Regions from separate parts of the Anas platyrhynchos genome. Here region 2 is linked to region 1. A link is a contact called in public Hi-C data. All regions are on one chromosome and are shown on one strand. Each heading gives the region's core, a stretch centred on a gene start, on an enhancer-like site or on the middle of the called end of the contact. The rest is flanking DNA. Distances are from core to core; before and after follow the strand shown. Region 1 has its middle 43 kb from the start of GPR26. Region 2 has its middle 40 kb from the start of CPXM2.

Region 1 (6,167 bases), core at 1,277-3,776:
CAGTCCAGTCTGGAAACAAGCTCTCAGCATTTGTGCAGAAACAAGACATCAGGACTCTTGCCTGTTACTTTTGTTTTGTAGCAGTTTCTCTTCTCAGCTCATGCCGAGTATACCATTGCTGGAGCTCAAAAGCCAGTTGTTTGTAACAACAATCATTTCTCATGGGCTGCCCCCAAAGGGAAACTTTAATTGATGTTTCAGACATTTCTGAAATTCTGACAATTCTGACAATTCTGTTCTGGGTGTTCTCTTTTTCAGCCCTCCGGAAACTCACTGAAGCCACTGCTGTTTTATTTGCTGCTACTGGAGACATATTTGTATAGCCAGAGGCCAAGGTGTGTCTAAATCAAGGCTTAAATCTTCCAACTGATCTTGACAGCACATTGTTAAGTTTAACAGCTGAACTAATTAAGAAAACTATAAAAATACAAAGCCATGGTAAACTTTTTAATCAGGAAGCTATTTGGTACAAATAATCGCTTAAGGGAAAGATTCTGCTGCTTCTACTCATGTTACATTGCACCATATGCTACGAGTGATTTGACTGAAAGCTTGTGCGGGTAATAGAAAAGGGTGCTCATTCGCTTTGGTCAGCTCTTGCTGGGGAAAAAAAAAAAAGAAAGAAAAAGAATGAGGAGAGGGGAGAAAGAAAAGAGAGAAAGAGAATGAGATAAGGACGGAAGAAAAAGAAAGAGGAACATGTTACTATTCTACAAAAACCCTGGTTTGCATTTGTTTTACCAGGATGGATTTATTTTTTATTTTTTTTTCATTTGGAAATTCTCAGCCCAAATGTTTTCTCATAAGGATAATCAAAGAGAAAACAAACAGGTAAGATATGACTTGACTTTCGTGAGTATACAGGAGGAGGTTCTGAATATTTGCTGAAAAAAAAAAAAAAAGTGAATCAGCAAGTTTGAATGATGAAGAAATTAAAAAATGGTGTTCATAAACAACTCTGGAAAGTAATGAGGTAAAGTTCAAGGAAAACACTATTATGAAGGTGCACTGTATCTGAGAGGCAAAAGTTGATCTATTGTGTTAGTTTTGTTTATGTTCTGTGGGTTCATGGTGCAGTTGCCAGCTGAGACTGTACAACCAGAGTGTGTGTCTACTCCTCGTCCTACAGCCCTTGCATATGCCACCACCAGCTGCCTCTGATACTGAATTTCCAAGAAAAGTCTCTAGGCAGGTTCCCAAGTCTGCACTAAATGTGGTATCTGGGTGGTTTTAGCTTTATATCCCTGCTATTTCCCAGCTGCTTGAATCTATAGATGGTATTAATGACCTTGGCCACTCATTTCTTAGAAATCTAAATTCTCTGGTCTTCATTTCTGGTGCATGTTGTTGGAGAGTTTCCTAATGCTGAGAAATCCTCCTTAGTGTATTTCAGCCATCACAAGTAATCAGAGGAACATTCATATGGTTATATCTCACTCAGTTATCCTCTTGTACAGAAGAAATAATCACACAGAAGCAAAAAGAGACAATCAAAAAATTGTTAGAGACTGTAACCCCAGGAACACAGGGGGTGCTGCAGGGTGTATTGCTGTAAATCATCTACAAAATGAAAGCAGTTGTCAGGATTTTTTATAAAGTCACAGTGAAGTGAAATATAAAAGACATTGAAAACAGGTATAACTGAGATAATTTTAAAGTTCTATTTTATTTAAAATACATTTTGTAAAGTATTCACAATTCAGAAACTTCTGCAAACACATTATACAGTGAGTATGTGTGACCTGTGTGAAACCTGGAATTGGAGAATTTTTTGGAAAGCTCTGTTTGAAGCTCAGCCAGGAATCATAGCAGCTTAACACAGGGGCTTGACCGAGACACTGTATTTAAGAACTGAGGAAGAACATTGTGTATTGACTCATCAGCCAAGCACTGATGAAGCTTGATCCTAATTTGCTCATGCCACCACAAACTTCATCACTGACCTTCCCTGCCATGGCTGTGCTGATGCACCCTTCACATCCTCAATGAGGAAGGGTAAGAGGTTCTAGGATTTTAAGGATGTCCCTACCAGACCCTAGAGAAAAACATTTCCAGCTCCATATCCAGGGTGCAAACTCCACAGCAGGACTGACTGGTGCTGTTGTATCCCTTTGTGGACATTTTCCTTCACATTTTTCAGGGTGGCTGACATTGTTCATAGTTTTCCTCACAGTTGCTTGGTTTGAAGCCAGGGCATGTTGTAAGCAAGGTGTGGGTGGTGTGGGGTTGTGCTGCCCCTGACCCCTAGGGGGATGATATTGTTGACACTCACTCGACACCCTCACATCTTCTTTAACAGGATGTATTAAATAATAACTCTTTCCCAGATCTATGCACCTAACCCTGGTAGTAGCACCTCAATGCCTGCCCCTCTCACCCCCCCATACGCCCTGGTAGCCAGCAGCTGGGCTGCAGAGAACCTTTTTTTTCCTTTAATCTCCTACATGGCCTCTTGGCCTCAGCAGTGCATATAACTCATAAAATCTGCAGCCTGTAACACCAGCAAAAAAAGAAAAGAAAAAAAAAAAAAAAAGAAAAAAAAAACTTTCTGGAGCAAAAGTTTTCCCTGCATCATGTTTATACCTTTGGGATAGCCACGGGCAGACCAAGGTTTTGATGTGTCTGGAAGTTAATAATATAGTAGCATGCAGCAAGCTCTCCTGAGTGGGGGATTTTGAGCAGCGTCAGGACAGAAAGCAAAGCGTCCTGCAGCACGGAGAGAGCGCACCAGCACCGCCTGCAGTGATGAAATTGCAGAGCTTGAGGGCTGCAGCCCCCCTCCTCCCTTTTTTGCCAGCACCTTCCTAAAGCATCTGGAAGACGCCCCTGGAGTCGCTTCCCAGGCGGGGAAGAGCGCGGCCGGAGGTCCCGATGGGGTCGCGGCAGGAGGCTGCAGCCGGCAGCGAGCGGCCCCGGCCCGGCGGCGGCTCGGCGGCCCCCCCGCGCGGCGGCAGCGGGGCACCGGCACCCGGCCGGCGGTGCTGATGCAAGGAAGGAGCCGGGGGGTGGCCGGGGCAAACGCTGGAAGAACGAGCGAGCCTCTCTCTGGCGGAGCAAGGGGGGAGTAAGGGTGGTGTCTGCGAGATCCCAAAGGTGAAAGGTCCCCGGGGATGTCGGTTCCTTAGCCAAATGCTCATCCTGCCTCTCTTGGAAACCATCAGCCTGCTCTGAGGACTTTTGTTTGTTCAGTGCTGCAGCAGCAGAGGAACTTCAAAGCCTGGTTTCCAGAGTCTAAAAAGACTTCCTCCTTACTAACATAACTAATTAAACATTACCAATTGCTAAGTAAACATTACTGATTACTAAGTAAACATTACTGATGTATTTCACACAATTAAACTATCAAAAGCCTGAGAGCATATTTCTTCTCTTACAGACATCTGTGGGGTTACAGACACCCTGTGCACGCAGCCTGGTGCACCTGCTTGCACCCCTTGGAAACCGTCTGATAAAAGGGATCAGTGCTCATGAACACCTGGCAGCTGCCAGCACAGCAGCAAACTTGGTTAAATTTATATACAGGGTGTGGGAAATTCATTTTCAGGTGTTCTACCCTTCTGGCATTGTGAGCCTGCACTTAGTCACTGAAGGATTGTGAGGTCTCACAGGAAATCCAACAGGAAGCTGGGAGCTGAACTTGGGGCTCTCAAACCTCAGTTATCATACAGATTATCTGAGCTTGGATGAATCTTGAAAAAAGGTGTTTCAGCAGGAAGAAAACAACCTTGGTTCCCTGCAAAGAGGAAAGAATATGCTGATATAGGAAGTTTTGCAGTGGGATTTCAGAACAGGATAAGAGACTTACATTCTGTTGCAGTCAAAGTCCTTGTAATTGCGCATGTTACCTTGTTACCTCCCCTCCATCCTCCTGTTGGAGCTCTCCAAACAAACACATTCAACACTTTAGGAAAAGTACTACAAATAAATACAGTTTGACTTAAAAGGGAGTTGCTGACTCATACCTGCACTAACAGGGCAAGATTTATACGTAAAGCAGTACCATGGAAAAGAGCAAAACTCTGTGCAGCAGGAGCAGGACTTGCAGTATCAACCTCGGGAAGCTTTTTCACCACAGAGATAATCTCAAATTTTATCTCAGCCACAGCATTTGTCTCATTAGAGACAGGAACATTCCCGTATCAGTTTTATTTCATTGTATTTCATACTGTTATGTCAGTCTTTTCCAATTCTTAGCATTTGCTTTTCAGAATGTTTCATATCTTGAATAAAAAATGAAGTAATAATAGAAATCAAACTAAAAATGGCCTGCACTTTTCCTTTCCAGATGTATCTGTTGAGCTGCATTGTAAATTTAGTGTTACTGGTCTAGTAGTTATTTTAACTGCTGCTTGGCTTCAGTCCTGTTGATATGTTGGTTATTTTTATATATGGTAGGCCATTTGTGTGACTGATTTTACAATTCATGCTGCCTGCTGAAGGACATCCCTTGAAACAGACCTCATAGCTGTATTCTCAAGATGAAAGCAATTGGACAGAAGTACCATTCTGAAAAGAGGGACCTCTATTACATTTATTTTTTTTCTGAATTGCTTGCTCAAGCCAATTGGTTGGGTTATTGGAAGAAATGAAACAGGGAAAAATTGATAGGATTCAGGTGTTGGTGCGTGGCATTAAAGCCATTTCTTATCCCTAGTAAATGGTGGCTGTTGGATCAAATTCCTGTATATGGCCAAAATATAGTACAAGGGAGAAAATGATTATGCTTATCATGCTAGCACAGGGTTAGGGGAGGTGAATACAAGTGCATCAAGAAAGCACAACCAAATTACACGGGGTTGTTATTTTAGGCAGCCAGTTGCTCAGTCTCCCCATCCATGGATGCTTCAATAACTGTAATTTCACAGGTAAGTTGTATTTTAGGGGCATTTTAGGTGTCAATATGAAAAATCAGGAACCAGAAGGGAAAATACCAAAGGCTGGCAACAGAAATAGACTTTACGTTGGCAAGGGCGGTTGTTTAGCTTTTTTGTTAATGCTCTTGTGAGATAGGACTGATTTTCAGTAACAAAGAGGCCTGCTAAATTCAGTGAAATCCTTTTAAATACTTGTAACCTGTATGTTAAGGTGATATGGCAATGATTCCTTGAGACTTGTAAGCAAGTGTACAACTGCTTGCCAGAAATGACTCCACTAATGGGGACTTGCCCTGTTCTTAGGTGCATCTTGCATCTGTATGAATTTTGAGGGGATGATGGGACCTGACTCTGTGATACATTGGACATTTCTGCCCTCCTTCATCATCTGCAAACAAAATAACCCAGACACACTGTGGGAAGGATGAGATATGCTCTGGGTGAAAAAGCACCTCCTTTTGCACAGTTTGAACCTGCCTCGTGGTTTCATCTGGTATTCCTTGGTTCTTGCACTCAAAGAGACTGAGCAAACCATCTGTTGGTCTCTTCCTCTATGCCACCTCTATTAGGTGATTTTCAAAGCAGTCCATAGTGAGTCACCCAGGGAAAGATGCTCTCTTTCAACAAGTGCCAAAGCACTTTACACATCTGTTGAGCCGTATCTGGTCAGACCTGATGCATACTTTGGGCTGAATAAGCCCCAGCTGGCAGAGCTTGAGCTCAGTGAAGAGCTAGTGAGGTACCACTGGGAGGTTAATGGGGAGGAAGGCAGCAGTGTGATGCTCCTGCTGAGGACTGCTGGAGTATCCCTACCCTTCCTACAGGCAAGTTCATCAACTAAGTCATAAATCATAGGTTGCTGTCATCCCAGGTGAAATATGAATGCATATTTTCAATGTCTGCTCAGTTCAGTGACTGCAACTGTTTCTCTCAGATGTGGATCTAAGTAAACAAGCCCATTACAAATAAATATACAACATGTAGAAAATACAGTCATTTTCCAAATGAGAAAGGAGCCCTGTTTATAAAATCTCACTCTGAAAACTGTAATCCATCTGGATACACAAAACACACTATTCGTATGCTCCACGGTAAGTGTATTGATTCCGAAAGGCATACACAAAAAGCCAGTCCAAGCAAAATTTTTTTTTTCCTAATTTACACCTGAGCTGAGTCCAAAAATACAAGAGTGGTTAAAGAGGCTATTCAGAGTGAAGCTCTTGCATGGGATCCACCTGTGGGTCTGACATGCTTGGAGAGGTTTTCTTGTGCCCAAACCAAATGTGAAACCTG
Region 2 (6,167 bases), core at 935-3,434, 190 kb before region 1:
GTTGTGGGTTTGACTTTTTTTTTTTTTTTTTTTCATTGAAAAAGGAAAAGGCAGGTTAAAAAAAAAATCCAGTTATTTTCAGATGTCCAAAGGGCATCAAATGCCCAGATTTTCTGGCTCCATTTATTGTAGCGGTGCTTCTAAGTATTAATACATGCATATCATTGCCATTAATACACTTGCCAGACTGCTGTCCTGAGAATCCTGGCTTACAGAGGTACTGCTACAGACTTTGATCCACACTTCTCTCTGGACCAGCTCTCTGGCACGGCCTCTGTCAAGGGAAGGATGTCAGCAGCAGCAGAGGCTTGAGAGATTTTGGCAGTGTCATGCTGGGGACCCCTGCTTTTAAGTCACGGCTCCTGTGGAAACTCTGCCTGCTCTCTGTGCTGCCTCCATCAACTGAAAGGCCCTTAAAATGATTGCCAGAGTGGCAGGGGCTTAATGGAGTTCGAGGCTGAAATCTGCCGTTGAAAATTAGAGTCCTGCTGTGTACACACTAAGCCCCAATTAACAGAAAATAATGTTTTAAAGAGGCACAAACAGCAATCAACGTATCGCATTTCACAGGAAGGAAATGCTTCCTGTCCCTCACCCTCACAGCTTCTGAGCATCCACTTGCTGAGCAAAAAAAATGCCTGTATAGGGCAGTGAGCTGGTTAATGCCTCTGGGGCTGGGGCACTAACAGCACTGCCTGGCACAGGATGCTCACACCAGAGCAGAGGGACCATGGGGACAGCAGGGGTCCCCAGCCCCTCCTGCTCCCCAGGTACATCCATCTGCCGTGCATGATCTAGAGGAAGAATGCTGAAAATATAACCCTAAGAGCTTTAAAATTGGCATTTAGTCACTGAAGTAGCAGTTGCTGGGGTAACAACTCATTGCATGGCAGTGGTGGCATTGCAAGTAGCATCTTCCCCAAGGAAAACACAGGCAAGCTATCATTAAGCCGTTCACTATTAAAACGGAGTGCAGACTAATTCACAGTTATTTCCTCCATCTGGCTGTAGTGCACACACTTAGAAAATGATCTCTTCTTCTACTTTAATAATGAATGGGAATGAGCAAAGGGAAGGGTTGAGCTTGCACTCAGAGCATTGCAGTAGAAGGAAAAACTCATCCTGGGAGCAGCTCCTAAAACTTTCTTTATTTCAGGCTCCAGGGGCCTAAACCACAGATGACTTGCAAATAATGTGAGCTTTAGCTTTTGATAAATCTAAAACCAGCACATCCCAATTATCAAATATTTTACATTTTATATTTTAAATTTCCCAGAGACCAAAGGCCTTATTCACCAGTGATGCTCACAGCACAGCCAACCAAGCTGGGTCTTTTCCCCCGGTTTTTGAACCAAGGACCAAAGGATGTGACACAACAGTTGCAGGAAGGTATAGGAGGGGGAGACATAGGAAAGAAGTCTTGCAGTTGAGTCAAATGAAATCCTGGAGTGGTGAGAGAAATCGATTGTGCAAAATTGCACTGAAGAAAATAAAACCAAGCAAGGTAGCCAAAAAAATAGAAGAAATTGGACAGAGAAATAAGCAGAAAGAGGAGAGACATGCAGCTGTCAGATGGAAAGGAAGAATTGATTTTTTGATCAGCTGAAAAGGCTTAGGACAAGAAAATAATGATATAACTTGGGGAAACCATGTTGCCTTGGCTGGAAAGGTATCAGCTGAGCTCACCAGGGACTGGGCTTTTTGTTTCGTGTTGTACTGGGAGATTTCACCTCAAGGTAAGGAGGGGTGGGATGGGATCTGCAGAAAGGCTCTCAGCTGCCTCTGTCTGGCTCGTAAAACAGCCACTCACTGCATTAATGCTTCGGAAGGAGCAAACTATATTAAAGGGAATAAAACAACTATATTATTATGGGGAAAGGGCCAACATAAAAACGGGAGCTATAAGACTGGGCTAAAAAAATCTGAAAGAGGGGCTAAATGCTGCATTTATAGCTAAGAAGAGGAAAGTGTTGGCATTAGGAGATTTTTTATTTTTATTTTTTTCTGTAATTTTCCCCTGATTGGTTCACTAAGGTGCACATTGGTACCGATCTGTACCCGCAGCATCACTGGGGCTTGGGGAGGGGGGGGTGGTCCTCCGGCACTGATTGTTGGGGAGCAGCAAGGAGCGGTGAGGCAGGCAGGACACCACAAGAGGGCAGGGCATAGCTGGAAATTCAGCCGGCATGCCTGGGACAGCTGCGGCTCACAGCCTGCAGAAAGGGTTTAGCGGAGATTTCCCTACAATTGCACCGAGGGGCAGAGGGAAGGCGGCTCTCAACGCCACACAACACAGATGCATGCCTAACGCAACATAAATCGTATGTAACCGAGCTCACCATAACCCAGCATAACACAAAGAGCACCTGGAGAATTAGGCAAAGGAAAAAAAAGGTGCACAGCTGGGCCATTTCCACCCTGGAGTGTATTAACTGAGAGTGCCATTGATGCTGGTCGTATCGTGGCATCGGCATTGCAATCCCCTTTCACCCTCCTGCGGGAGCCAGCCAGCACTGGGGTACCCAGCACATCTTCCAGGCTGCTCTGATCCATCCTGCCCAACACAAATCCCTTCTCAGAGCTCAACACGACCGATAAGGATTTTAAAGGTAATAAACAAAAATCCTCTTTCTTATTGTGATGGGCAAACCTAAGCCCAGATTCTGTGAATTTATTATTTTGGTGCATTATTTACATACCCTACAGGATAATATATCAGGAAAAACAGAGATGAAAAATTCTTCACCACTAAAAAATAGTTTTGTAGCAGTTGCACGCTAAACTGTCAGTTCAGTGTTTATTGAATCATTTAGAAATATTTTTAAATGCTGTGTTGCCTTACGTTAATATTACCAAACTGAGGGGAGCTGAAATATCCCCTGCCACAGCAGTACTACCAAAACATTGAAAAAGTTTCTTAGACTGAAAAAAACCACCTGGATTTAAGTAACACCTCTTAAACAGGGACATATGAGCCAATCCTTGAATCCCCGTGCAGCAGTGCTGCGTCATTTGGCCCAAGGTAAATCCTATAACACTTGTTCCCAACCCAAATCCACAGGAGCATGATGTGTGCCTTGATTCAACAGTTACGTTTCTCGAGCTCGATGTCAAACCAAGCATATTTCTTTGCAGCAGGTGGTGCTGCAGAGCAGACCTGTTCTTGTATCTGTGGCTGAGCTTTTAAAAAACTGTATTTGGAAAGTACTGAATATATACATTTACATTAAGCTGATTTTCAATAGTTTTCCATTCTCCTCTGTGTGTTACAGAAGTCTGTATTATTCAGTGAACACGCCAGTGGGTACGTGTTGCTGTGTAATTAAAGGCTGGGGGGCTGAGGCAGCGCAGCATGAGCTAACACAGGTATTTGAGACAGAACAATTCGGCAAGCAATCAAAATCCTAAGCTTTTGAGGCCAGAAGGTTCAAAGCACTTGGACTAGGCTACATGTACTAGCATGAGCATGATAAAACCTCAGGAGGCAGAAGCCGTAGGTGTCTGGCACTGCAGGAGGCAGGCTTTGCTGCAGTTAAACTCCTGGCAGAGCCAGGGGATTGGGAATTTTAGCACCATGAAGTCCAGGAACTGAAGTGCTTGAGGACTGGAGGACTCAGGATGGTGAGAGATGAAAGGTTCCAAGGGCAGTCCCAAGGGGTTGGTGGAGAAACTGGGGCTGGTGCCAGCCTGATTTGGTCCTTTGACTGTAAGGGGAGCTAAATAGTGAGAAATACTCACTGGTCACTGCTCTCGTGGAAGGGATCTAAGAATTTTTACACATTAATTATTTAAAATTTGAAGTGCACTTGCCTGTGGGTGCTTAAAAACTGTTTCTGCTCTTAGGATCACTTTTCTGAAGAGTTCACATTGTTCACATTTTCTTTATTTTCATGAATTCTATACTGCACCAAGGATTGGCTACAGGTAATAAAACACCCAGCTCAGGGTTGTAGTCACCAAACCTATAGGAATATTGTCTTACAGCTAATGCACCTACATGGGACTCAGACAATTTTAATGACTGTGTCTGCCTGTGGATGTGCTGGCTACCACACATAGCTCCAGATGGGATGGACAAAAGACAGACTTGGAGGGCCCTGTGTACAGACATAGGAAGGAATTCGCCTGCTGCTAAGTACCAGCTTGTTACTTGCTTAACCACTTACTTTAATAAAACAAGGCAAAGGGGGATATGAGGAACCTAATTGATTAATATCCTGATATTTTTAAATACACAGAGTTTTTTACAAGGCTTTGTGAAGGTAGCAAAAAACTGGTGGTTTCTAAAGCCAAGAACCAAGAAAATATTGGATTATTTATTTATTTATTTATTTAAATAATTTTCTGTCATTAGAACTTGCACACAGTTAAAACAGATTGACACTGCCTTTCAAAAATAGATGTCTGCCATCTCACTAGGGCTCTGAAAAAAAAAAAAAAAAAAAAAAAAAAGGTGATTTTCTATATTAATAGTTCAGAAGACCAGAGAGCAATAAAGAGTGCAAAGCTGTGAAGCAGTTTCCATAGCAAATACTAAATGCCAGGCTTCTAGATAGTATAGGCAGTGCTGTGATTAACAGCATCAGTTACCAGTACAGAACTTCATGTTCTCTCTGTGACATATTAACATAGATGTAGGAGCTTTGAAAATCAGGTTATGTAGCATTTTAGGAGGTCTGTTGATTGACATGATGTTATGATATCTACCATATGCTTAAGGGGAAAAAAAAAAAAAAATGAAAAAAAAAACAAAACACATGACCTCATAGTATATTGCTAGTCTGTTCTATTTGCACCACATTTTTGTTTAGCCATCCAGGCCTGGTTCTCCTAACATATTTGTCCTACTTTTCCCCAGAGCAACTGATTTCTAGACACATGTTGCAGATTTTCTGCTCTGCAGCTCACACAAGTCCCCAGAATAAGCCGAGCTGGTTCCTGGTTGTCCTCGACGCATTGTCACACTGGCCCAGTTTTAATGTGCAGATGTAACACAAATAACACAAGTTCAGGTTCACATGTTAAGCTGGTACACAAAACCATAGATGCCACCTGAATAAAATTTCAGTATAATGAATGTCTCCTAAATAAAGTGTAAACTGTCTTTAAACACGTATCATGATTACTGGGGCCAAAGGAGAGAGTGAACACTTGTGACAGCACCAGCACAGCTGCAGGACAGCCAAGCTGGACACTTGGATGGTGACCTGGAATTGCTACCTCAAAGCACATTTTGATGACAAAATCTTTTCCTGCACTCTGACCCAGCAGGATGAAGGCTAAATTATAAATAATTTTCCTTTGAATTATAATTTTCCAATTTTTTCTATGTTTAAGAGATGGAAAGTATATACATTGAGAGACAAGCCCAGACAAGATAAATATCTTCTCTGAATAAGTCACAAGAGGATACTTAGATGTACATGCAGTTCTGTTCACTGCAGTTTAGAAATCATTTCACAAGCTCCAAAGTCAATTTGAATAGGACTGTAAGTGGCAGCAACACCTATTTCCGGTGTCTACAATCTTGTATTTATGATTTATTGAACATAGTTGGGAAAATATGTTTTCAGGTTGTTCCAGCATTGTGTATTGTTTGTGGAGCTGCAGCACTGTGCTTCTCCTCTGTATTGAAGCAATCTGGTTTATATGTAGGAACTCTTCATATTCTTGAGGTGTGCAAGGCAGCCCAAGAGAGGTGCAAAACCACCTTGCATCCTCCTGTGTGATGGGAACTGCACTCCTCTGAGGGAGACGGAGATGAAAGAAGAGGCATCACTTTCAGGCTGTTCCTCTACCTCAGTCTTTTCTGTGCATTTTTTTTCTTGTTTGCCATGCTTTTGCACCTGCATGTTTTATGGCAGCCGTGTAACAGTCAGCTGGATTTCAAGGTACTCTTTCAAGAGGCAGCAGATCCAGAGCATGTCTGCCCAAGCCACAGCCTGGACTTATGCACCTCAAGCTGTTTTTTTCCTTCTCTGTTTCATGCACCACAGATGAACTCCACAGCATAACCATGAGCTTATTTTTTCTCTGGTGGTCCCAGCCTGTATCTCGGCCGTGGGGCTGCCCTGCGAGCTGCAGCCATGCCGTGGAGCAGGGATCTGTGCAGTGGAAGGCCAGCGGGGCTGCTCAGCAAATGCAAGGCAGACCCTGCAGCAAGGGTT

What was found. A called contact is a pair of places that touch in the nucleus more often than the background predicts.
Region 2: a Hi-C map of F1 follicle shows a contact between it and region 1, with 4 times the contacts expected there. The contact joins two enhancer-like sites. A contact is called at or near these places in 2 of 8 Hi-C or Micro-C datasets (F1 follicle and subcutaneous adipose tissue).

What each region holds. Positions count from the first base shown.
Region 1 is chr6:37,335,415-37,341,581 of IASCAAS_PekinDuck_T2T, reverse strand. No RefSeq gene overlaps it. Among named protein-coding and RNA genes, the nearest start is that of GPR26, 43 kb to the left of the region's middle. Within about 2 kb of position 2,526, at least 2 of the 8 cell types and tissues checked have an H3K27ac peak or open chromatin away from gene starts, as enhancers often do. A contact at or near this core is called in F1 follicle, where this site is marked.
Region 2 is chr6:37,525,933-37,532,099 of IASCAAS_PekinDuck_T2T, reverse strand. No RefSeq gene overlaps it. Among named protein-coding and RNA genes, the nearest start is that of CPXM2, 40 kb to the right of the region's middle. Within about 2 kb of position 2,184, at least 1 of the 8 cell types and tissues checked has an H3K27ac peak or open chromatin away from gene starts, as enhancers often do. A contact at or near this core is called in F1 follicle, where this site is marked.